Linked DNA regions of Rattus norvegicus: region 2 is linked to region 1. Evidence: chromatin contacts called from public Hi-C data. All regions are on one chromosome and are shown on one strand. Each heading gives the region's core, a stretch centred on a gene start, on an enhancer-like site or on the middle of the called end of the contact. The rest is flanking DNA. Distances are from core to core; before and after follow the strand shown.

Region 1 (4,928 bases), core at 1,280-3,779:
GCCCTGACTTTGTGATCTGCGTAGGATTTAAGTACAGAAGTCAAGGGAAAAAGGCCAACTAACGCTTGAGTCCTTCATTTTCTTTGTCCTTGTGATGACTTTGTTTGCATTTTGGTTGGGTTGGTTTTCTCTCAGTTGTCTTTGAGAGTAGTACAATCCCAGCATAAAAATGTTTAGAGACATTTGCCAATTGATGTGACCAGAGGTACATGGTCCTTTAGGTCTAGAAGAGCTTTGGTATGAAGCGTTTGTAGACACACCTCTTCTCATGTTCTGTGTTGATTTCTTAGCTATACTCACTACAAATTCATAGACTGGAAAAAAAAAATCTTTTCCCATTTCCTGGAGGCTGAGTCCAGAACTAAGGTGTTGAAGGGCCGCAGAAAGATGCTTGCTTAGCTCTTCCAGCTTTCTTATAGGCCGACCATGCAAGTCTTAGAGCACACATGGCATTCTCCCTCTGTGACCTTTACATCCCCTTCTTTCAAGGACATTAACTGGATTTAGAATCCATAATGGGATCAAATCTGGAGACTTCTGTTCCTGATTAAGAGTGTGTTCAGGGGTAGCAGGGATCAGGTGGTTTCCCTTACAGCATGTCTGGATTGGATATCATTTGGGCTTAGTTATACTTGATGCCGAGACAGGAACTATTGAAATACTTAGGAAAGCTCCATTATTAAACTACTTATTTTTAAAGAATTGTCCACTAAGTTTATTTAAACTGAAGATTTAAAGTTTTGGGTTTGATGGCACATACCTGTAACCCCAGCACTTGGAAGACTTGAGGCAAGAGGATTACTACAAGTTCAGAGCCAGCCTAGGCTACACATAGAGTACCAGGAAAGCTCAGGTTACATGGGAAAATCCTGTCTCTAAAAATAAAAGCCAACCAGACAATGAGACTTAAAAGCTTACTTATGCTATCTTTTTAAAAAATACTTTCACATATTGTGTTTTGTTTGCATGTATGTATGTATACTATATGTGTTCCTGGTGCCCAAGGTATTGGGTCCCCAGGAACTAGAGTGAGTTATGATATGGGTGCTAGGAACTAAATCTCGATCCTCTGCTAGGAACTGAACCTCGATCCTCTGCAAAGAGCAGGCAGTGCTCATAACTGCTGAGCTAGGTCTCTAGCCACCATTCTGCCGGGTTGTTTGTTTGTTTTGTTTTTAAATTCAAGGACTTTGGGTTATACTAATATAAAATTTCTGAAAGACTGAAGGAAGAAATGCTGTGAAATATTGTACTGATGCTGGGATTATAACCTGCATTTGTTTGGAAACCTGGGCAGGATGAAGTGGCCCTTGCTGTTATTCTAAGTTTATGGTTTTGTCATCTATGACAGCAGTTTTGTCAGAGCAAAAGCAACAGACCCAGGTCCCTGGGCACTAGCTATGGCTGGGAGAGCTCTGCTCCTCTGCTAGCTCTTCTCATGAGGCTGGGTCCAAGTTGCCCAGGTGGCATGTGGAACTATGACTGCTATCCTATATGGGCACATTCTTTAGTGATGAGCCAGCAGTTATCAGTATTTGCCTCTTAAACTCACAAGTAAGGGTTGTTTATCAAAGGAAGTTCAGTCCCCACTCTATCACTGTGATAGGCCGTATCAGGGTTAGCAGTGTACTTAAGCAAAATTCCATAGCAACAGTACACATTTGGTGCTGCTGAATTGTCACAGTCCTGATGGCTTTTATGGCACTCCTGGTGTTGTAAGGAAGTAGGTGCAAGTTGGCAGAAGGTAGATGAGTCAGGGTCTGGGCTTTTCCTGCCCAAGAGGAAGTTTAATTGGAAAGTCAGGTTAGAGAAGGCTCGCACAAGAGCTGGTACAGATTTGTGTCTTGCTTCTGCAGAGCGAGCCTTGGAACACATGGTTTGAGAGCTGTCTGGCCACAGTAGGAGAAGTTTAAGGCAGAGCTTTGGTACAAATGACCACCTTGTAGATAGGCTCTTTCCCTGTCTGTTCCCTTCATGTCCCAAGCAAGCAGGTCCGGAAGATCTGTCAAGCAGGTTGTGATGCTTCTAGAAGCACAGTGATGTGTGGCCCACCAGCCCTCCATGTACACTTTCCCTGGGTCATGTAGGCACTTTTGTGAAATGTGGAGGACACTGGTGGCACCTCCTTGGCTCTAGCAGCCCCAGTGCAGCTCCTTCAGTCATTGACCCTGGGAGTGGTTCCTGGTATTCTTTGAAGACGTGTACTATTCCTCTAATGGGCACTTCCTGTCTGCTAGATGGGAACACAGCCACAACGTTGTTCCTTGGGCAGGAGCCTGTGGTAAAGCCATCATGCTTTTGGGATGAGCACAGGACAAAAAATGTATATACATCATTTCCTTTGACTAATCTTTGTGGTCCCAGTCCTGATGTGGCTTCAGAAAGTAGTTATGTTTCTTTGTCGAAGTTTAGAGTTTAATTTAGGACAGAAGGTGAGCTTCCACAAGCCTGCTTTACCCATGTGTCATTGTTCTGGATTGTGGCAGCAGCAGATTCATTAGGAAAGCAGTTTGCACTCTGACTCATCTGCCTGAGTGAGATGTGCAGAGACTGCTCTGGGCCCACTGGATAGCGTGGTGCATGCTGTCTGCTCTGTCCACCAGAGGCTGTGGATGCCTGGCTCAGACCATGGAAAACCCAGAGAGACCGTCCACTGTGGGGCAGCAGCTTTGTTCTGGCCTTCGTCTGGTTGTCCTTACTTTGGGGGAAAGGTTGCTATGGGCTGCCCGAGGGGAATGCTGTGGACAGACAGGTGAGCTCACCTGCCTTTTGTTTGGGAGCGTGTCTAATATCACTTCAGGGAGGACACCAGAACCTGTGGCTGTAATGGCTGCACCTGCTCACTTTGGTCCTAACCCTTTTTTTCTCACATTACAGCAGAAAAAGTCCTACCTGGAACGGAGTGTTAAGGAAGCTGAAGACAACATCCGAGAAATGCTGATGGCTCGAAGGGCACAGTAGGAGCTGCTGGGAAAGTTCTTCCTTTCTGATCCCTCTCATCCTGTGTCAAGACAGGGGTTGTGCAGGGCACTGCCCTCCCTCTGCCCTGTGGCCCCATCTCTCTGTCACCCTGAGGCCCTTCAGGTCCCAACTGAATGTCTGCCAACCACTGCCCAGGACACTCTTCTTTCCTGGGGCAAGCCAGGAGCTCTCAACAGAGGGAAGAAATGGAGGGCAGAGGGAGAAAGCTGCCCAAGCCTGTCACTAGGCATGTGGGTTAGACCAGGTTAGACCAATAAAAAACTATGTCTCACTCTATGACATCTGCTTTTCTCCAACTGAGGAGAGAGAGGCAAGTGTCTACCTCAGCTCGCGTCCCTTTTTTCTCCTCCTTCTGTCCCTTGACAGGTGACACATGGGCCTCCCTGTAGAGCATAGAAGAAGGAAGACAAGTTGATAGGTGAGGTGAACAGAGCCACAGTTGGCGTCAGGGTTCCTTCCCTGTTTTCTCCTCAGAATTCCAAAACAAAGTTCAATAGCAAGCAGCATCTCTGGCTCTGTCTGGCCATGGTGCCACCTCTGAGCTCCCCTTCGTTTTCTCAGAACAGCCCGTTCACCGCGCAGCTTTCAGGAATTTACTGCAGGTCAGCTGAACACAACTGTTCTTGAAAACTAGATGTAAACTAAGTATTTCGAAAAAACTACTAGTGAATACTCAGAACACCTCCCTTCCTGTTCCCTGCAGCCAGAGTGTTATTTGGTGGTGGGCTTTAACTGGGAATGCTGATCCAGTGTGTGAAGATGGAAAATTGTTTCTCTTGAGGCGCTGTCTCGTCTAGCCTAGGTCGGACTTTCAGTTTGAGTGATGGAAGCACACTGCCCTCCACTGCTGCTTAGATGGACAGCAGGCAAGGCTGCCCTGGCGCTCTGTGGCCAAGGAGACTCTGACTTGTTTTTTGACAACTTAGCGACACCCTGTGGCTGAATGTGAGAACAACAGGCTGGTTAACTAGTTTAGGAGTGGGTGGGAGCAGGAAGAGCCTCTGATTTGTTTACCCTGTGATTATGGACTCCTGGTGAGCAGGAGCAGTTCAGAGTCACCCAGAGGTCCCTTTCCCAGGGCCTAGGCATAAGCGAGTCTGAGCTGTGTTGGTAAATATGACACTGGGCCTTGGGCAGCACTTTTAAGACATTAGCCAGAATAGAAGAAAAGTTCCCCTTTGTGAATTGGGTGGTAGGTATCACAAGCTGACCTGCTTGTATCTTACGAGCCGTGGTGGTTGGAGTATAACAGAATCTGGGAGATACAGAAGCACAGCCCCAAGGAGGTTTAGTTTACCCGGAATGATTCAGACACACAGATTTTGGACAGATTTATTGAAACATATAGGGTGTGAGCAGAGATCTAGTGGTGTGTCACATATTGCCATTACCTTGAGTGTATAATTTAAACATTATAAATATATATTTCATAACTAAGCCTTTGGCCAAAAAAAAAGGGAAATTATTTAGCACATTTGTTAAAGATCAGTAAGAAATGAGTTTTGAACATTAAAAAGATCAAGTCACTGAACTAAATAGCAGAAACCCTCACTAGTCTAAAACTCCATAGGACTGAGAGTAGAGGTGTCTGCGCAGAGCTAGTCAATACAGCAATCAGAAGAGGTGGGCCCAGGCACACCTATCGGAGTGGCACAGAGCGGCCAAGCAGAAGAGCTAGGCTCATCAGGTGATCAGGTGAGCATGTCCCACAGGCAGCAGCAACACAGAGCAGTCCAGCAGGCTGTGAGGCAGGTGGATGGGCCCAGGTCATCTCTTCTTTGGTCTTCTACCACATACACTGGAAAGAGAAAGGAGGGGGAAAGTGAGACGGAAAGTGAGGCGTACACCTCAGGCCTGCAGTCACCTCAGAACCAGAGAAGAGTGGCAGCAGCGGCGTATGCAGCCTGCTTCTCCGTGCTTGCCAAGGGTGCACAGAGGAGGCTGGC
Region 2 (4,969 bases), core at 1,944-4,443, 52 kb before region 1:
CAATGTGGAAGTGTAAGCTGAATAAACCCTTTCCTCCCCAACTTGCTTCTTGGTCATGATATTTTGTGCAGGGATAGAAACCCTGACTAAGACAATACACACCACACACACACACACACACACACACACACACACAGACACACACACCCCACACACACATTTGTGTATATGAAAGAGACACAGTCTCATGCAACCTGGCAGGCTTTGAACTCCCAATCCTCCAGCCTCTACTTCCCAATGTTGGGATTACAGGTATGTGCCACCATGTACTGACATTTACTTATATTCTTTTTTTTCTTGTTTGTCTTTCTTCAAGAGAATATTGCTCTTTGAGGCCAGGGAATTGTTCATTTTGATATGGCTGTATTTTGAGGGCTGAGATGGAGTCTAGCAGATATTTAATAAATATTCATTGAATGAATAAAAAAAATGTATTGCTCAAGGCTGGAGAGAGGGTTCAGTGAGTAAAGTACTTACTGCACGAGTTTCAGGGTTCAGCTCCCCAGCACCCACATAAGCTGAGTGTGTAGGCCCTGTCTGTAATCCTGGTATTAGGGGGAGAAGATAGGAAGTTCCCATGGCTCACTGGCCAGTCAGTCTTGACAGTCAGCCAGTTCCTGACCCAGTGAAAGAGTGTCTCAAAAAAGAAGGTGGGAGTGACAGAGGACAACAGCCGAAGTCAACCTCTGGGTTTGGGTCTTGGAACTCACATAAAAAGCCGGATACAGTGATCCAGCAGTGCTGGGTGCACAATGCACAGTGACAGAAACAAAAAGGACTTTGTTTCAACCCAAAGTTGTCCTCTGACCTACACACACACATACACACACACACACAATCTGGGAATCTGGGAATCTGGGACTCATATATTTCATAAGATTTTTTTGGTAGATATAAATGGAAGGCAGTTACAAAGGTGTTTCTTTCTTTTATTCTTTTTTTTTTTTTTTTTTTTTAGGTCTATGTAGTCCTGGCTGGTCTAGACAGAGATCTTCTTGCTTCTGTCTCCTTAGCACTGGGATCAAAGAAAATCATCACAAGAGAGGTCCAGCAGACATCCTCAATGAAAGAAATCACATCCAGAAAACCTCAGGCCCAAGGCATTGTAAAGAAAGCGTCCAGTACTTAGAATGAGTATGCTCTAATTGTATTCAACATCAAGTAGCATGGGAAAGAGCTGATAAATTTGAAAATGATCAACTGGAAAGTTTTTATTTCTGGATTTTTGAGGCAGAATTTAACTTTGTAGCCTTTAATTTAAATTAGCTGGCCTAAGTAGAATTTTCTAAACTGTAGTCTAAACAGAGCACGGTGATGCATAGCTAGAACGACAGTGTTTCGGAGGCTGAAGCAGGCAGATGAGGAGCTTAAGGCTAGCATGGGCTACAGAGTGAAATCCTGTCTCAGTGGAGAAGAAAAGCACTGAATGAAACATTAGAGTTTATAGTCATTGAAGTAAAAATTCAATTGAAGAGTGAAATGACAAACGAGACACAGTTGAAGGGACAACGCTCACATTAGTGAAGCGTAGCTCACCGAGATAGGAAGGTATGAAGCATAAAGCAGAGGTTGAGAGACATGGATGCTTCCACACACTTCTAGTCAGACACTGGCTGCACATTCTCCAAATTACACACGCCCTTAGATGAGAGAAGTATGTTGTGTGCCAAGCAGGAATGAGAGAATGACAGTGCCCAAGCCAAAGTGGATCTCTGTGTAAGATCGCAGTCTGTATCCTGCCCCTGTCTCTTAGCGTGGTGCCCCTGTATAAGCAGCCTACACTGGTCTGGGATCACTACCAGACTGCCCTTAAATTCATGGCGAGCTTTCTGCCTCAGTTTCTCCAGTCCTAGGATCACGGGGAGGACCGCAATGTTTGACCCTCATCTATTATTTTTGAGTTTTTGGGTTTTTGTTTTTTTTGAGACAAGTCTTATGCAGTCCAAGATGAACCCCAGCTCTCTATGTCATTGAGGATAACTTGAACTTTTTTAAAGTACAAAAAGATTTATTCTTATTATCTTTAATTTTGTCTACACATGTGCATGCGTGTGAGAGCATGTAAGCACAGGTGCCTGCAGAGGCTAGGGTGTGCATTCTCTGGGGACTGGAGATTACAGGTCATTGTGAGCCATCTAACGTGTGCTGAGAGTCAAGCTCTGATTCGCTGGAATAAGAGTATAAGCTCTTTTTTTTTTTTTTAAAGATTTATTTTATTTATATGAGTACACTGTAGCTGTCTTCAGACACACCAGAAGAGGGCATCGGATCCCATTACAGATGGTTGTGAGCCACCATGTGGTTGCTGGGAATTGAACTCAGGACCTCTGGAAGAGCAGTCAGTGCTCTTAACCACTGAGCCATCTCTCCAGCCCCAAGGGTATAAGCTCTTTAACTGCTGACCCATCTCTCCAGTTCCTAGTTTTAAATTTGAATCTATTCAGTGTATGTGTGCGTTCATAAGCATGTGTGGAGGTACACACATGGAAGGGAGTCAGAGGATAATTTGTGGGAATCAGTTCTCTGCACCATGTGGGTTCTCAGGATTGAACTCATTTATTTCGTTATGGTGGCAAGCACCTTTATTCCCCAGGCTGACCTGACCTTGAACGTATGATCCTCCTGCCTCAACCTACCTAGCACTTGGATCACAGGAATGCATCATCATACTCGTTTTGTACGGGGCAATTCAGAGTATCAAATGTGCTAGGCAAGCATTTAGCCAACTGAACTACACCCCAGTCAGGAATCTGATCCCAACAAACAGAATTGTCTCAAGAAGCACTGTGTCTAGAAGATATATGAGGAAGCTTCGGCAGAATTAGGTTCTTTTTAGATGAACCATATTGCTAATGGTCTTACTGGCATGCCCGAAGCTGGACTGACAGCACAGGAACTGAATGAATGATTGATGAGCTGACCGACAAACCTGTTTCAATTCCGCAGCCCAAGTGAAGATGTTTTTCTAATTGTATGTGGAGGAGCAAGTTACATCTCGGCAGTTACACGTTTATCAAATATAATCAGAATTTCAATGTTCAGGGTCATTTGTCTCGTGGCAGAGTGGTAGAGTCGGGTAGATTACAAGCTGAGAAATCTGGGTTAGTTGAGTTCACCTTTGCGCAGGCGCAGAAGGAAGCCTACCAATAAAACCTGCAAGCGCCCTTCCCCCACCCCTTTCCGGCTTGCCTCTAGCGCAGGCGCATAGTGTCCTTCAATATGGCCGCCTCCGTGGATCTGGAGTTGAAGAAGGTAAGGGGGGATTTTCAGCAGACAGACACTTCTGTTTGAATGATAAAGCGAGTAGGGACGAAAATGGGGGCGTGAGGGGGGAGGGGGAAAGCTCGCGTTTCGCTGGAGGAAGGAGACTGTAGGGGGCGGGGTCTGGCCTCCCGAAGCCTTGAGACCGGACCCGCTCTGCTTCAGGTGGAGGCTCTTGCTCGCAGGAGCTGTTTCTGGTGGGTTTAGGTTGCTGGGTCGCACGCGGGCTGGGCTGCAGTGTGTTCTTATGTTGGAACTTCAGAGACATCTCTCTGTGTTTTGGAGCCGTCGGGTACCAATTTCATAGCAAGGACTGAAGACAGTGTCTCACAGTGATGATGCCTGTCAGGATGCTTGCAGGAGAACTTGCAGTTTGGTTTCCTCATTTGATTTGAAAAACTCCAGGTTCAATCTTTGCTTTTAGGTCATTTATTCTACACTATACCTTGAAAGGTCTTTCTGTATTTACACCTCAAATAAGCAGACACTGCTTGACTCCTGTCAAGGCTCTAATCCTCCCTTCCCCATCACCTTTGTAAAGAGCTCATACACTACCCCTCCTCCCCAAGTAAGTTTTCCAAAAGACCTTTCAGAGGAATTGGATTGTTGTTGTTGTTATTATTATTTTGTTCAATCCGTTGCTTAGAAATGATTTTGTTATTTTGCTTTTTTTTTTTTAAGAGACAATGTCTCAGGGTGTTCTAGATTGACGTGGGACTTATTGCCCTTGAATTCCAGGCAGTCTTTCTGCCTCAGCCTCTTGAGTTCTGGGAATTAGTCTTGAGTCAAATGCCTGTTTATAAATGGGTTGTTAATTGGAAACATTTTTGCTACTTAACAGTCTTGGGACTGATCCTGGCTGTGCTATCTTTGTGGAGAGTTAGCTGTAATTAGAAAGGACCCTAGAACTCATTCTGTTTAAATGTACTTTTCTAGAAAGGTAAACTTCTAGTGTTTTTTTTTTTTTTTTTTTCTTTCTGGTTAGCTTGGTTTAGTTTGGTCAGGCCCTGAACCCCTAATGTACTTTAGTGCTGTTGCCTTCAGAGTATTAGGGTAACAGATATGTGCTAGGGTCCCTGGCAAGAAAAGTCTTAAAAGATTGAGCCCCAGGCAGCAAGATGGGTCAGTGGTGAAAATACTTGCCAGGCGCCTGGCTGTTTAAGTTCTATCCCTGGAACCAACGGTAGAAGGAGAGAACTACACAAAGTTGTTCTCTAATCTTAGAGGCACACACTAGTACACTGCTCGGTGCTCACACAAACAATAGTAAACACATTTTTGTTTTTTCTTTTCTTTTTTTTTTTTTTTTTTTCGGAGCTGGGGACCGAACCCAGGGCCTTGCGCTTTCTAGGCAAGCGCTCTACCACTGAGCTAAATCCCCAACCCCAGTAAACACATTTTTAAAACGGAGTCTAGCATTTGGAATTACTGTAATCCTTTTTTTTTTTTTTTTGTTCAGTAGGTTTTTTTTAGGTGAGAAACATTTTTAAAAGTTGTGTGTGTGTACATTTTGCAAGGTGCTTAGTGGAAGTCAGAGAACAATTTTTGGGAGTTAGTTCTCTCTTATGAGGTGGGTCCTGGGGATTGAACTCTTGGTATCAGGCCTTCTAGGCAAGCTGAGCCATCTACTGGCCCAGATTTGGATTCTGGTTTTGTTTTTCCCAAGAGACAGAGTCTCATGTCGCCTAGGTTGGCCTGGAACTTGGCT

Evidence for each region. A called contact is a pair of places that touch in the nucleus more often than the background predicts.
Region 2: a contact with region 1 is called in a Hi-C map of Schwann cells, with 4 times the contacts expected there. The contact joins the promoter of Pfdn1 here to the enhancer-like site in region 1. A contact is called at or near these places in 7 of 12 Hi-C or Micro-C datasets (the A7r5 cell line, Schwann cells, hepatocytes and 4 more).

What each region holds. Positions count from the first base shown.
Region 1 is chr18:28,286,947-28,291,874 of GRCr8, reverse strand. Pfdn1 (prefoldin subunit 1) reads left to right here. Exons shown (of 4, transcript NM_001108427.1): 4 at 2,878-3,665. The coding sequence ends at 2,961. Cystm1 (cysteine-rich transmembrane module containing 1) reads right to left here. Exons shown (of 3, transcript NM_001402495.1): 3 at 4,301-4,780. The coding sequence ends at 4,674. Among named protein-coding and RNA genes, the nearest start is that of Pfdn1, 52 kb to the left of the region's middle. Within about 2 kb of position 2,529, at least 15 of the 93 cell types and tissues checked have an H3K27ac peak or open chromatin away from gene starts, as enhancers often do. A contact at or near this core is called in Schwann cells, where this site is marked.
Region 2 is chr18:28,339,347-28,344,315 of GRCr8, reverse strand. Pfdn1 (prefoldin subunit 1) reads left to right here and starts at 3,193. Exons shown (of 4, transcript NM_001108427.1): 1 at 3,193-3,252. The coding sequence starts at 3,220.